Regions from separate parts of the Sus scrofa genome. Here region 1 is linked to region 2. A link is a contact called in public HiChIP or PLAC-seq data. All regions are on one chromosome and are shown on one strand. Each heading gives the region's core, a stretch centred on a gene start, on an enhancer-like site or on the middle of the called end of the contact. The rest is flanking DNA. Distances are from core to core; before and after follow the strand shown.

Region 1 (5,734 bases), core at 2,206-4,705, 300 kb before region 2:
TAATCCTGATCGATATGGGTTGAGATGAGGAGGCCTCACTGGTTGGGGTCCATTTTGTACATACCTTTTATGAAAAAAAGAAAAAAGGAATTATTTCATGCATCAACCTTTGGCACTTAAAAGTTTTTGTTTGTTTTTTTTTTTGGTTTATTTTAAATAACAGGGCAGGGCCCTGCTTTGGGGAGGGGTGGGGAAAGAGTATCATGGGGGATGGCATCCATGATAACATCTTATTCTAATGAAATGTAGATTTTTATTTTCTACTTTTGATTATTAACATCTTACAAAAAAAAATATTTAAAAAACCCAACCAAAACCAACGTGAGCCCTGCCTACCTTCCAGCCAGTGTCTCTGATGTCGGGGTTAGTGCCTTAGAGGGTCCTGGAGGGCCGGTCTCCCGCTCTGTCGTGGCCTGCAGCCAGCTCTGCCCTGGGCCACAAAGGCGCCTGCCCTCAAAGCCTAGGCCAGTGAGGTCCCGGCATGAAGGACTAGGGTGGCCAGGAGGTCTCATTTGCGTACTTCTGGAAGCGAACCTTGAACGCGGGCTTTCCAAAGTTTACATTTTCATGTTCCTTTATCAGGGATTTATGGGGGTCAGGGGGGAGGGCAGGGGGATACCTGGCAGCATATTTTCTGTTGGAATTACGTCCGGCAAGTTATTCTTCAACTACTTTTTGGGAAAAGAGGAAATCTAAAATAACGTAAGGAGGGGAGTCGTGGAATTGTCGGTTTTCCAGGCTGTGACTGAAAGAGACTTAGCTGTAATAAGGCGAATACAAAGTACAGTTAAGGATGGGGTTCAAGCTGGCTTTCAATGTCCCCACTTCAAAGTGAAAAGAAGCACCTCACCAATCAGGCTCCTCCCTCCTTCTGCGCAGGGGAGCGCCCCTGCTAGAATCGGAGACAGAAACATTAGCCAGTATCCGCTGGAGCCCTCTCACCTAACACTGCCCAACATTTGGAGGTTTTTTCCACACCCAAACGCGAGGGGTACACTCCGTTTTCTTTCTGACGCCCTGGCCCCTAAGAGGCCAGAAGCGGGCAGTCCACGCGATGCGCTCCCCCTCGTGGCAGGGCTCTCATTCCGTACCGATTTGGAATTACTCACCCTTGTTTCTCTCCGCACACCCGTCTTCTGCCAGCTGGGAGTCCTGGCTGAGGCCGGGGCAGCAAGTTGCTAATTCCCAAACCTCCGAGGAGAGCTGGGGACGTGAAGGCGAAGCCTTAGGAGGGAGGTGGCTTTGTGATCGCTGCTGATGTCACCCTCGGCCCTGGGTGGAGCAAGGATATTCTTTACACTGTATTGTCACAGTGTTTTTGCACTTTTCAGATGTTCTAGATAGTACATATTGTATATTGATAGTACATACTGCTTTGTTTATGTATTTGAGATAAAGAAAGGTTTAAAACTTGAGAATATATATTTGGAATACGATGTTAGATCCTTTTCTGTCCACGTGTTCAGGAGTTTTCCCATCAGTGTGCACTTTGCTGGGTCATCAGTTCTAGTCCCTACCTGACACAGTGTCCACATTTGCTACTTTATCTTCCCAATTTGATACACACCCTAACTGTGGCGTTTTGGTACCTCAAGATGAACTCTGAGGATAAAGCTGTACTATAATGCAGGATGTCAGCTGTTGGTGTGACTGGACGTACTTGCATCAATAAAAGAACATGTCACTCCCCTTGTGTGCCTCTTCTCTGTGGGGACTGGTAAGGACGGGCAGCTCTGATGCCGGCAGGAGGCAGGGGGTGGTTCCCAGGCCAGGGAGGAAGAGACTGGCAGGACCCCCCTACAACACTTTCAGAGATGGATCAAGGAGTTCTCACCTCCACACTCTGACAAAGCGCTTTTCAAATAATGCAAAACAAGATAGCACTGTACAGAGACAGGTCCTATCCTGCTTTCCTCAAAGGTCCGTGTTCAGAGAGATGTCACGAGCAGCTTGAGTTACATGGTCATGTAAGTTCAGGACACCTACCTTAGATGATTGCCAAGGTTCCTTTCCTGCAGGACTCATCACAACCCTCAGGGTCTCCTGGGGCTGGGGATGTTGGGGCTCCCCGCTGACATCTTGCTGCAGGGAGGCATGCAGAACGCAGTTCTTTTTGTTCCAACAGGTCACACTTGAAAAGCTACAGAGAAGGGATTTATTGAGGGGGTACACAGGAGCTTGTGCAAGTGAAGGAGAGGAACCAAGACACTGCTCTTCTCTGGTCCATCCCACCAGAGAAGAGCAGTGTCTTGTCCTGTCCTCAGTGCCCAGGCTGATGAGGTCTGCTCACCAGACCTGACTGTGCTCCTTCGCAGCCAATTCAGCCCATTAGAACAGCGCTGCCCAGCAGAAAGCTTTCTGCACTGAGGGGGTATTCTGTACCTGCACCATCCAGCATAGTGGCTGATGGTCACACAGAGGGACTGAGTGCTGATAGTACTACCGAGGAACAGAATTTCTAATCTTGTTTACATATTTTTTTTTTTAATAGCTACACCTGTGGCATATGGCAGTTCCCAGGCCAGGGGTCGAAATGGAGCTGCAGCTGAAGCCTATGCCACAGCCATGGCAACACCAGATCCAAGCCACATCTGCAACCTATGCCACAGCTTGTGGAAAGGTCAGATACTTAACCCACTGGGCGAAGCCAGGGATCGAACCTACATTCTCACAGAGACAATGTCAGGTCCTTAATCCACTGAGCCACAATGGCAACTCCTTATTTACGTTTAAATAGCTAATGGCCACCATGCTGGATACAAGGCTAGGCCTGGGGGCCTCATCATCTGTTGCCCCTCCATGTACCTTGTGGAGTCCCTTGAAGATGCATAAGTGAGTTTTGGGTAAAGGACAACACTTTTTAGGTTTTTCCATTCAATGGCACCCTTGATTTCTTGGTAAAGTTACTTTTGGAAGTTTCTACCTACCTCTGCTTAGTCTGTGTCTTAGATGCAGAGCCTGAGCTGGGAGCAAGAGGTAAGCTGGCCTGGCTAGCCCCGGCACTGTCCTTCACCCGGGGGCAGGCTCTCCAGGCAGTGTCCTCAAGGTGTGGGTCCCAGCCTGGCAGCCGTAGCCACACTGGAAACTTGTCTGAGATGTTTCTGGGCCCCCACTGTAGACCTGCTGAACGGTAAGTGCGGGGGTGGGGATCCCAGGCAAGTGTGAGCAGGGATCCCAGGAGGTCCAGTTCTGCAGGAGTTGGCTCCGGCCTCCCTCATAGCCCAGGTCTCCAAGGGGCACGTTACCACTCAGGCACTAGGCTTACACTCGTGCACGTTCACCTCCTCCAGTATATTCTCACATGCAATCTCTGAGAGTATCTCTGAAGAGCATCACGTCTTCCTGGTGAGTGGCGCTTGTGCTCCTCCGGAACCTGCCCCACCTTCCACATCACAGGGCTGGAGTCTTCGCTGTTTCTGTGTAGGAGCCTCTTGAGTAGCTGTGTGGCCAGTGACCAGCAGAGGGCGCAGTTCCTATCTGTGCAATGACTGAGGGCTCCCTTTCACTTCCCATCCACCTTTCAGGAACAAGTCTATGTTACAGCATCAGATATGACAGGAAGCTAAGCTAAGGATCTCTACCAAGGCCATAGCCACTTCTATGACAAGACTTGGTTTTTTGGTGAAGTATACACCTACCACACTCACACATTTGTAAAATGTGTTATGTTCTTTGGGAAGGCAAGACAGGACTTAAGTGTAAAAGCAAGGAATGAAGAGCTCAACTTATAGAGTCCTCATTTCCAGTTCCCAGCTGGGTACCCTTAGACAAGGTCTCTACATTTTTCAGCTTCCATTTCCCCAGGATTAAAATGGAATTACAGTACTCTAGACCTCATGAGGCTATTGTAATGTTTGTTGTATATGGCAGAAAGTGCGATGCTTGGCTCACTAGAAGCGGTCAGTGTGAGCTGTGTACCAGCAGTGGTGCCCCTGATAAAATGGACCACTTCTGCCACAGAGAGAAATCCTTCAGGAAAAGTGAAACAAAGGATTATAAACACCCTTCTCAAAGGAATAACGGAAGCCTTGGTCAATACAAATATATTCCAGCATTACCAAAGAATCACTTAAGTATCAAATTTAACCAACTATAAACATAAGAAAAATATGAAAACATAGGGAAAAACATGAAAAGATTCAAAGCTGGGATTTAAAACTACTTTCTAAATGAAATACTACTGGTAACTTTAGCCCATGCCAACATAATGTCTATCTCAAAGAGGATGTCATGATACTGTGAGGGAGGTAAGGGGCTGCCAACCCCCCCACAAGTATCTACCTCCGCATACCTAGGACTCTCAGGTATGGAGCTTCAGCAACAATGTTAAGGGAACAATGCTGTCAAGACTATGAGAAATTTAAGCACCTCTTCATCTCTGGCAGCATGAAAGACTAACTGCTTTCCTGTTGAAACCAATGGAGTCCCTTATGCAAAATTTTAACCTCCAAGTCAAGGGGGATAGTCCAGAGCCTGCTTGCTCGAGAAGGGTCAGGTAGGAGACTCTAGCTGACATCCCAAAAAACCACCCCTCCCTGTGATGGTGAATTTGAAATAAAATGCTCCTACTCCAACCCCATCAAGGAGGTTAAGAAAAATTGTCTGTTTTGAACCTCAGCACTGAATGGAGATGGGGAAATTTTACCCCAGATGATTTATAACCACAAGTCAGTAAGTGTCACAAAGTTTTACAGCACAAATCACACTGGTCAAAAAATACTTTTTTTTTTTTGCCCATGCCTGTGGCACGCTGAAGTTCCCAGGCCAGTAGCCAAACTGGAGCCATAGCCATGACCCAAGCAGTTCAGTGACAACTCTGGATTCTTAACCTACTGAGCCACAAGAGAAGTGTAGAAACATTTTTTTTTTTTTTTTGGATGCGCCTACAGCATGCAAAAGCTCTCAGGCCAAGGATTGAATCCGCAACACAGCATTGACAACACCAGATCCTTAACCCACTGAGCCACCAGGAAACTACTGGTCAAAAAAATTTTAAGCTGAGAATTTAGTCTAATATGGCCCTTAATCGGTACCATCCCTAAGTTACCCAGTAGAAGCAAAACTTCTGACCTATATTCCAGCTTAAAAAGTCTCTCCTTAGCTGTGTCTAATATTCTGTTAAACACACCAGCTGTATTTTAAAAATTTATTTTCATTTCTAGATGCTCTATTTGGTTCTTTCCCAAATCCATTTGGACAAAGTTCTGTAGCGATTACCAGATTGTAACACAGAAAGACAAAGTTTGGAAAATATGAAACAGGTTTAACATATGTTATCAGAGTTATAGAAGGAAAGAGAGAATAAGCCAGAGACAATGAAAATGTAATAGCTGAGAATCTTTCAGAAATAACAAAAGACAACAATTTGAGAAGCCAAAAGATTCTCATGTAGGATCAGAAAAAAATAAATCTGCACACAGACATATCAGAGTGATACAGAATAGGGATAAAGAGATTTTAAAGACAGCCAGAAAAAAGAAGGCTGATTACCTTCAAAGCCAATGGAGTTCCCATTGTGGCTCAGCGGTTAACAAAACTAAGATCCTTGAGGATGCGGGTTCGATCCCTGGCCTCCCTCAGTGGGTTAAGGATCTGGTGTTGTTGTGAGCTGTGGTGTAGGTCGCAGACGCAGCTTGGATCCCGCGTTGCTGTGGTGTAGGCTGGCAGCTACAGCTCCAGATTCCACCCCAGCCTGGGAACTTACATATGCTGAGGGTGCGGCTGTTTAAAAAAA
Region 2 (5,450 bases), core at 426-2,925:
TGTCACAGATGGGCCCGAAAAAAAGGAGAAAAAAATACTAGGAGTGCCTGGCGGTTCAGCAGGTTAAGGATCACAGCAGTGGTGTCACTGCTGTGGTTCTGGTTACTGCAATGGGGCGGATACAATCCCTGGCCCAGGAACTTGTACATGCTGCAGATGCAGCCAAAAAAAAACCCCCCACCGATGAGGCCAACTACTGGAAACGATGTGGAACAGCTAGAAAACTAATAAGCTGTTGGAGCCTAACCTGGTATGAGCTCTGAATACTACAACCATCACACACTGCTGTTGAACACATGTACCCTGGCAATCCCACCCACAAGGATCTACATAACAGAAGTGTGTGCACATGTATGCCAAACAAGTTGCATATAACTGTTCAGGGCAGCTCTCATGATAGCCTAAACCTGGAAATACTGTCCCTTGATGGATAAACTGACACTGTCATACAATGAAATTCTACTCAACAATAACAAAAAATAAATGTCTGCTATATACTAGAACATGAATGAATCTCATAATACTGAAGGAAAGAAATCAGGCAAAATACTATATATTTTATAAAACTCAAAAAAAGGTGGAAGGAATTTACACGTCAGGAACTAAGATGATGGCTGGTTTGAAATGGAGGTGGGATAGTGAGTGACTGACTGGGAGAGGTCACAAGAGGGCTTCTTTTGTGCTAGTAATTCTCTTGCTTGATCCAGGTGATGGCAACTTTTATGTACTAAAATTCATTGAGTTGTATATACTTTTGATTTGTGTGTGAATTTCTGTATGTTAACATTTCAATAAAAAGCTTATTAAAACTTTCAAGAAAACACATACTTCCACATTGTTTCAATAAGAATTAGCACATTAATGTTTTTAAAAGTAATATGTGTATATGGTACAAAAAAAATAGTCTGAGGTGAAGACCACCACTTTTCCTGTGTTCCTTCCAAAATAGTCTACGAATATACGACATGTTTATTCAAATTTAATGTTAGACTTTCTACTTGAAAATTCAAACCATGAGAATATTACAGCATATCTTCTGGATGACACTATCTATAGAGCACATGTGTGACTATACCTTATACAGAGAATCTTTGTTGGGTTTTAGTTTGATGCCATGGACAAGCCGGAGTTGACCAGTTGTCCGCATTCCTGACCAGGTGTCTTTCTCACCAACTGGTTTCAACAAAGATGTTACAGGGTTATAGAAGGCTGGAACGGAGACAGGATACCAAGTTCTCATGAAGACAATATCTGGAAAGAGAAGAAATTTACATTAACACTTTCTTCCCTCCCACCCCTTTTAAGGCCACATCTGCAGCATATGGAAGTTCCCAGGCTAGGGGTTGAATTGGAGCTGTAGCTGCCGGCCTATGCCACAGCCCTAGCAACTCGGGTGCAGTTTTCGGCAACGCCGTATCCTTAACCCACTGAGCAAGGCCAGGCGTCAAACCCACATCCCTATGGATACTAATTGGGTTCTTAACCCACTCAGCCACAATGGGAGCTCCATATTAACATTTTCAAAAGATTCATATTCATCTCAGTAAATAAGAGAACAAAATACTGACCCCAAACTTCTCCAGCTAGATGCAAAGTATTTGAAGAGAGACTTTGCCCAGTGAACTACTCTTTCATTGGGTGTGTCAATCATATCCACACCCATAAAACTTTCACTGGGTGAATCACATGGCTCTAGACACAGCATGACTTGGCATAATACCCAAGATGCTCCAACTAGGGAGAGCTATAGCTGACTCCTGTTTCTAAAGACTTAAAACTGCCACCTGTACTTCATACTGGCTAGAAGCCAATAGTGAATGGTAACACAACGTTAAAAACACACCACAAAGGATATTTACCACTCATCAGCAATTTATCCTCAAAGGTGGCCCGGAAAGCTCCTTCTGGAGCCCTGAGTGCCTTCTTGATCTGTCCCCTTATTCCACTGACAGTTCGAATCACAGCACCTTCAAATTTGGCCACTTCCAAGGCAGAATTAAACATTCCCTATAAGTATATATATAAAAGAAAACAAATATACATACAAAGTTAGATATTTTACCTCTCAGTTCATAAATATATCCTTGGTTAAAAAACAAAAAAAATAATTCATTGGAATTACTAGGTCAAAAGGAATACAATTCTATTTTCCCTCAAATAAAATATTAATCAAGATTCTATTGTAGGCACTAACATGCTCATCACTACCTTTGTAGAAAAGAAGATCAAAAAGATATTTATTGGACTGAAGTGGCCCCGATGGCCTTTGCCATCATCTCACAAAGCTGGACTACAGCTCTTATCCTATTACTTAGGTGTACACACTCAGAAAATAAAGAGAGCTGGATAAATGCTGATGGTAGTATTCCCTTATAAGAACATTTCGTGATCGATCATCTTAACTCTGTGTTTTTAATGGAAACATCCCCTGCTAAAGAAATTTTCAGTAGGTGTTGCCCAAACTACCCTTCTATGATATACTGCATTAACAGAGTGTCCATTTCTCTGTACCCTTGCCAACAAGTACTTCTGCAAATTGCTTTGTCTATTTTTCTAATGATCTGTTTGAAAATGCTATGATTTTCCCCTCTCTTAATACAAACCGAAAAGGTAGGAAACAAAACCCAGTGAATAGGATTACATATTTTCAATATTAGCTCTGCAACAGCCTCATATGGGAGTAAAAAGTAATAGCCTCAATCACCAAATATCTCTATTTTACTTCACCTAAAGATTTCTGAACATATTAAGTAACACAGAGACTAATATATAGAAGTAAACTAAAAATATCAAAGACTAAGATTATGAAAGATTTCAAGCACTTTTCAGACTTATCTCTTAGACCTATATTAGAATTCATTACTCCTTTAACAACATATTAAATACGTGAATACACAGATATACAGACCTTAATGAATGAAGTGTTCTTGAAAATTTTATATGGAAAGCCAGTTAGCTTTAATTTCTTCACAATTTTTATAGATTTATCCAGATCAAGGACAACTCCTGTGGCAGCTATCCGGAAATCAGGCTAAAAAGGAATCCCCAAAATCTGATACAGGAATACTATCAGCAGGAGAAAAACTTATTTCTCTCTAATGCAATAAATTACCAAAGTGCATTTCACTTACAATCACATAAGAAAAATGAGAATATCTGAACATGCAAAACAGTATTTTAACAAAATCTATTTGATAGTATAATACTGTAATACTATTATACTATACTACTGTCTGAGGGTGATTTCATAGTAACACAGTTTCACAATGATGCATGAATGAAAAGGAATATGAAAATCTGGTTACAATGTTTGAGAAATTAAATTTTAGACATTCAGGGTGGATTCCAATTGCTCATTATTCAGTTTTCTGTTAAATGGAGCCAATAAAACCTGCTCTGATTGGTCAAATGAAGACTGTGTGAACATACTTTGCTAAACCAGCATTACTGGTGGTAGTCTTATGTCTAGTAGTACCTGATGTATATACCACAACTTAGCAGAGTGCTAAGCTCATAGTGAGCACTGCTAAAATATTTTTAGCATGTCCATAAAAACATAAAAATACAGAAATGTCATCAGTACCATTAAAATTCTTTTACTTCCTTCTTCTCCACTCCCATACTTTACTTAAAAAGACGTACGAATATTGAAAGCAAAGAGAAGTTTACTACAAATACTAAAAATGAGTAATTTTCAACTTAAAGTTTCAGGTACATATTCCATATTCAAGACATATTTCTGAAACTCAGTCTATAAAATAAAACATCCAAGATAGTTACCATTATGCCACTGACAGACTGTATTGCCAAGAACCCAGTACCCTGTGGAGTGATAGGACCTTAAAGAAAAAAAAAAAAAAAAAAAAGAAAGAAATACATTGAACCATACATTCTGGATTCCATTTTATATATAGACTCCAATCCAAAAAAGAAAAATCTTATGAACTGGGATTTCATAAAAGGAAAAAAGCAAAACTATAATGATAAAAGCTTAAAAGGTTTAGGAGTTCCTGTCGTGGCTCAGCGGTAAGGAACCCGACTAGTATCCATAAGATGCAGTTTTGACCCCTGGCCCTGCTCAGTGGGTTAGGGATCTGGTTGCCGTGAGCTGCAGTGTAGGTTGACTGTTACAGCTCTGATTTGACCCCTAACCTGGGAACTTCCGTATGCCACAGGTATAGCTCTAAAAAGACCAAAAAAAAAAAGAAAGAAAGAAAGAAAGAAAGAAAAGAAGAGCCTTAAATTAACCTACGAGCAAGTTTATTCTAATTCCTTTTTACCCCAAAAGGTTGCTCCACAATGCATGTGCTGTGGGGTGTATTTCAGAAGCCTCTGTCTTCCATTGTGGTCTTCAATATAATAAAGCGGGATAGTCTGGAACCGCCTCCACCCAACAGAAAAAATGATTGGATCTCGGGACTTGAGGATTTTTTTATACCAACGATGTTTCTTCAGACGCATCTGAGGGGAAAGGGATCTCAGTAAGATTACTGGTGCCAAGTACGTCCAAAGAACCTCAATTATTAAGCACGCAGCAAAGGGCACCTACCTGTACATATCCAACATTGCCTTCACTATTGCCCAAACCACCCAAAATAATTGGGTAATGGGGGTCAAAGTTAAGCACGAATTCACAGGGTACATTTTCTATCTCAATTCGAACATACATCCCAGGTCGAAAACCCTCATACTGAACTCTGGCTTCATCATCTTGATCTTCAAATTCCGCCCGATTAATCTATATATAAAAGGGGGAAAAATTAAAAACCCATAATGCTGTTGTCATCAATAAATATAAGATTACCATTTTCAAAAAAGAGCAATTTCTAAACAGAGGAACCATGTATAGAACCCATATTCAGTCTTTTATCACAGCTCTGCACTGTTTAATATGGTAGGCCAACATGGCTATTTAAATTGAAATTTATTAAAATTAAATGTAATTGTAACAATTCAGCCTCTCAGTCACATCAGCCACACTTCAGGTGGTCAGTATCAACATGCTGGCTAGTGGACAAGGTATAGGACAGCAGAGATACATACTTCCACTATCACAGGAAGTTCAACTGGGCAGCTGTTATAGATTATCCATGCCTCTATTTAATGCCAAACTTTACTTGCATACTAGATCATCCACTCTTGTTGGCCTTTATACCAACAAATCTTGCCTGTTATTTCTCTCATCTTAAAATCTTTTGATTCTACTTCCTCTCACTATTGCCTCATTCCTCTGCTTATCTTTGAAGCAAAATGCCAGAGAAGTCTTCTATCATCTGGCTCCAGTTACTCTGCTCCTATTCTCTTAAATACCCTAAAATTGGACCTTAACCAACGCTCCACTGAGATGCTTGCCAAAGTCACTACAGGCCTCCACATTCCTAATCCAGTGGTCCATTCTGTCTTCACTGCAATTATCAGCAGGATTTGAAACTATCACTTCCTTCTACAGT

The links. HiChIP or PLAC-seq counts read pairs in DNA pulled down with a chosen protein or histone mark.
Region 1: a contact with region 2 is called in an H3K27ac HiChIP or PLAC-seq map of alveolar macrophages. The contact joins two enhancer-like sites. A contact is called at or near these places in 13 of 47 Hi-C or Micro-C datasets (alveolar macrophages, embryonic fibroblasts, heart right ventricle and 7 more) and 1 of 2 datasets of contacts at active chromatin or transcription factors (alveolar macrophages).

The regions. Positions count from the first base shown.
Region 1 is chr14:61,420,777-61,426,510 of Sscrofa11.1, reverse strand. RASGEF1A (ras-GEF domain-containing family member 1A) reads left to right here. Exons shown (of 13, transcript XM_005670996.3): 13 at 1-1,689. Among named protein-coding and RNA genes, the nearest start is that of CSGALNACT2, 51 kb to the right of the region's middle. Within about 2 kb of position 3,455, at least 6 of the 83 cell types and tissues checked have an H3K27ac peak or open chromatin away from gene starts, as enhancers often do. A contact at or near this core is called in alveolar macrophages, where this site is marked.
Region 2 is chr14:61,117,861-61,123,310 of Sscrofa11.1, reverse strand. BMS1 (ribosome biogenesis protein BMS1 homolog) reads right to left here. Exons shown (of 24, transcript XM_005670994.3): 17 at 4,550-4,738; 18 at 4,281-4,461; 19 at 3,781-3,839; 20 at 2,909-3,031; 21 at 1,860-2,007; 22 at 1,076-1,251. Among named protein-coding and RNA genes, the nearest start is that of BMS1, 65 kb to the right of the region's middle. Within about 2 kb of position 1,675, at least 4 of the 83 cell types and tissues checked have an H3K27ac peak or open chromatin away from gene starts, as enhancers often do. A contact at or near this core is called in alveolar macrophages, where this site is marked.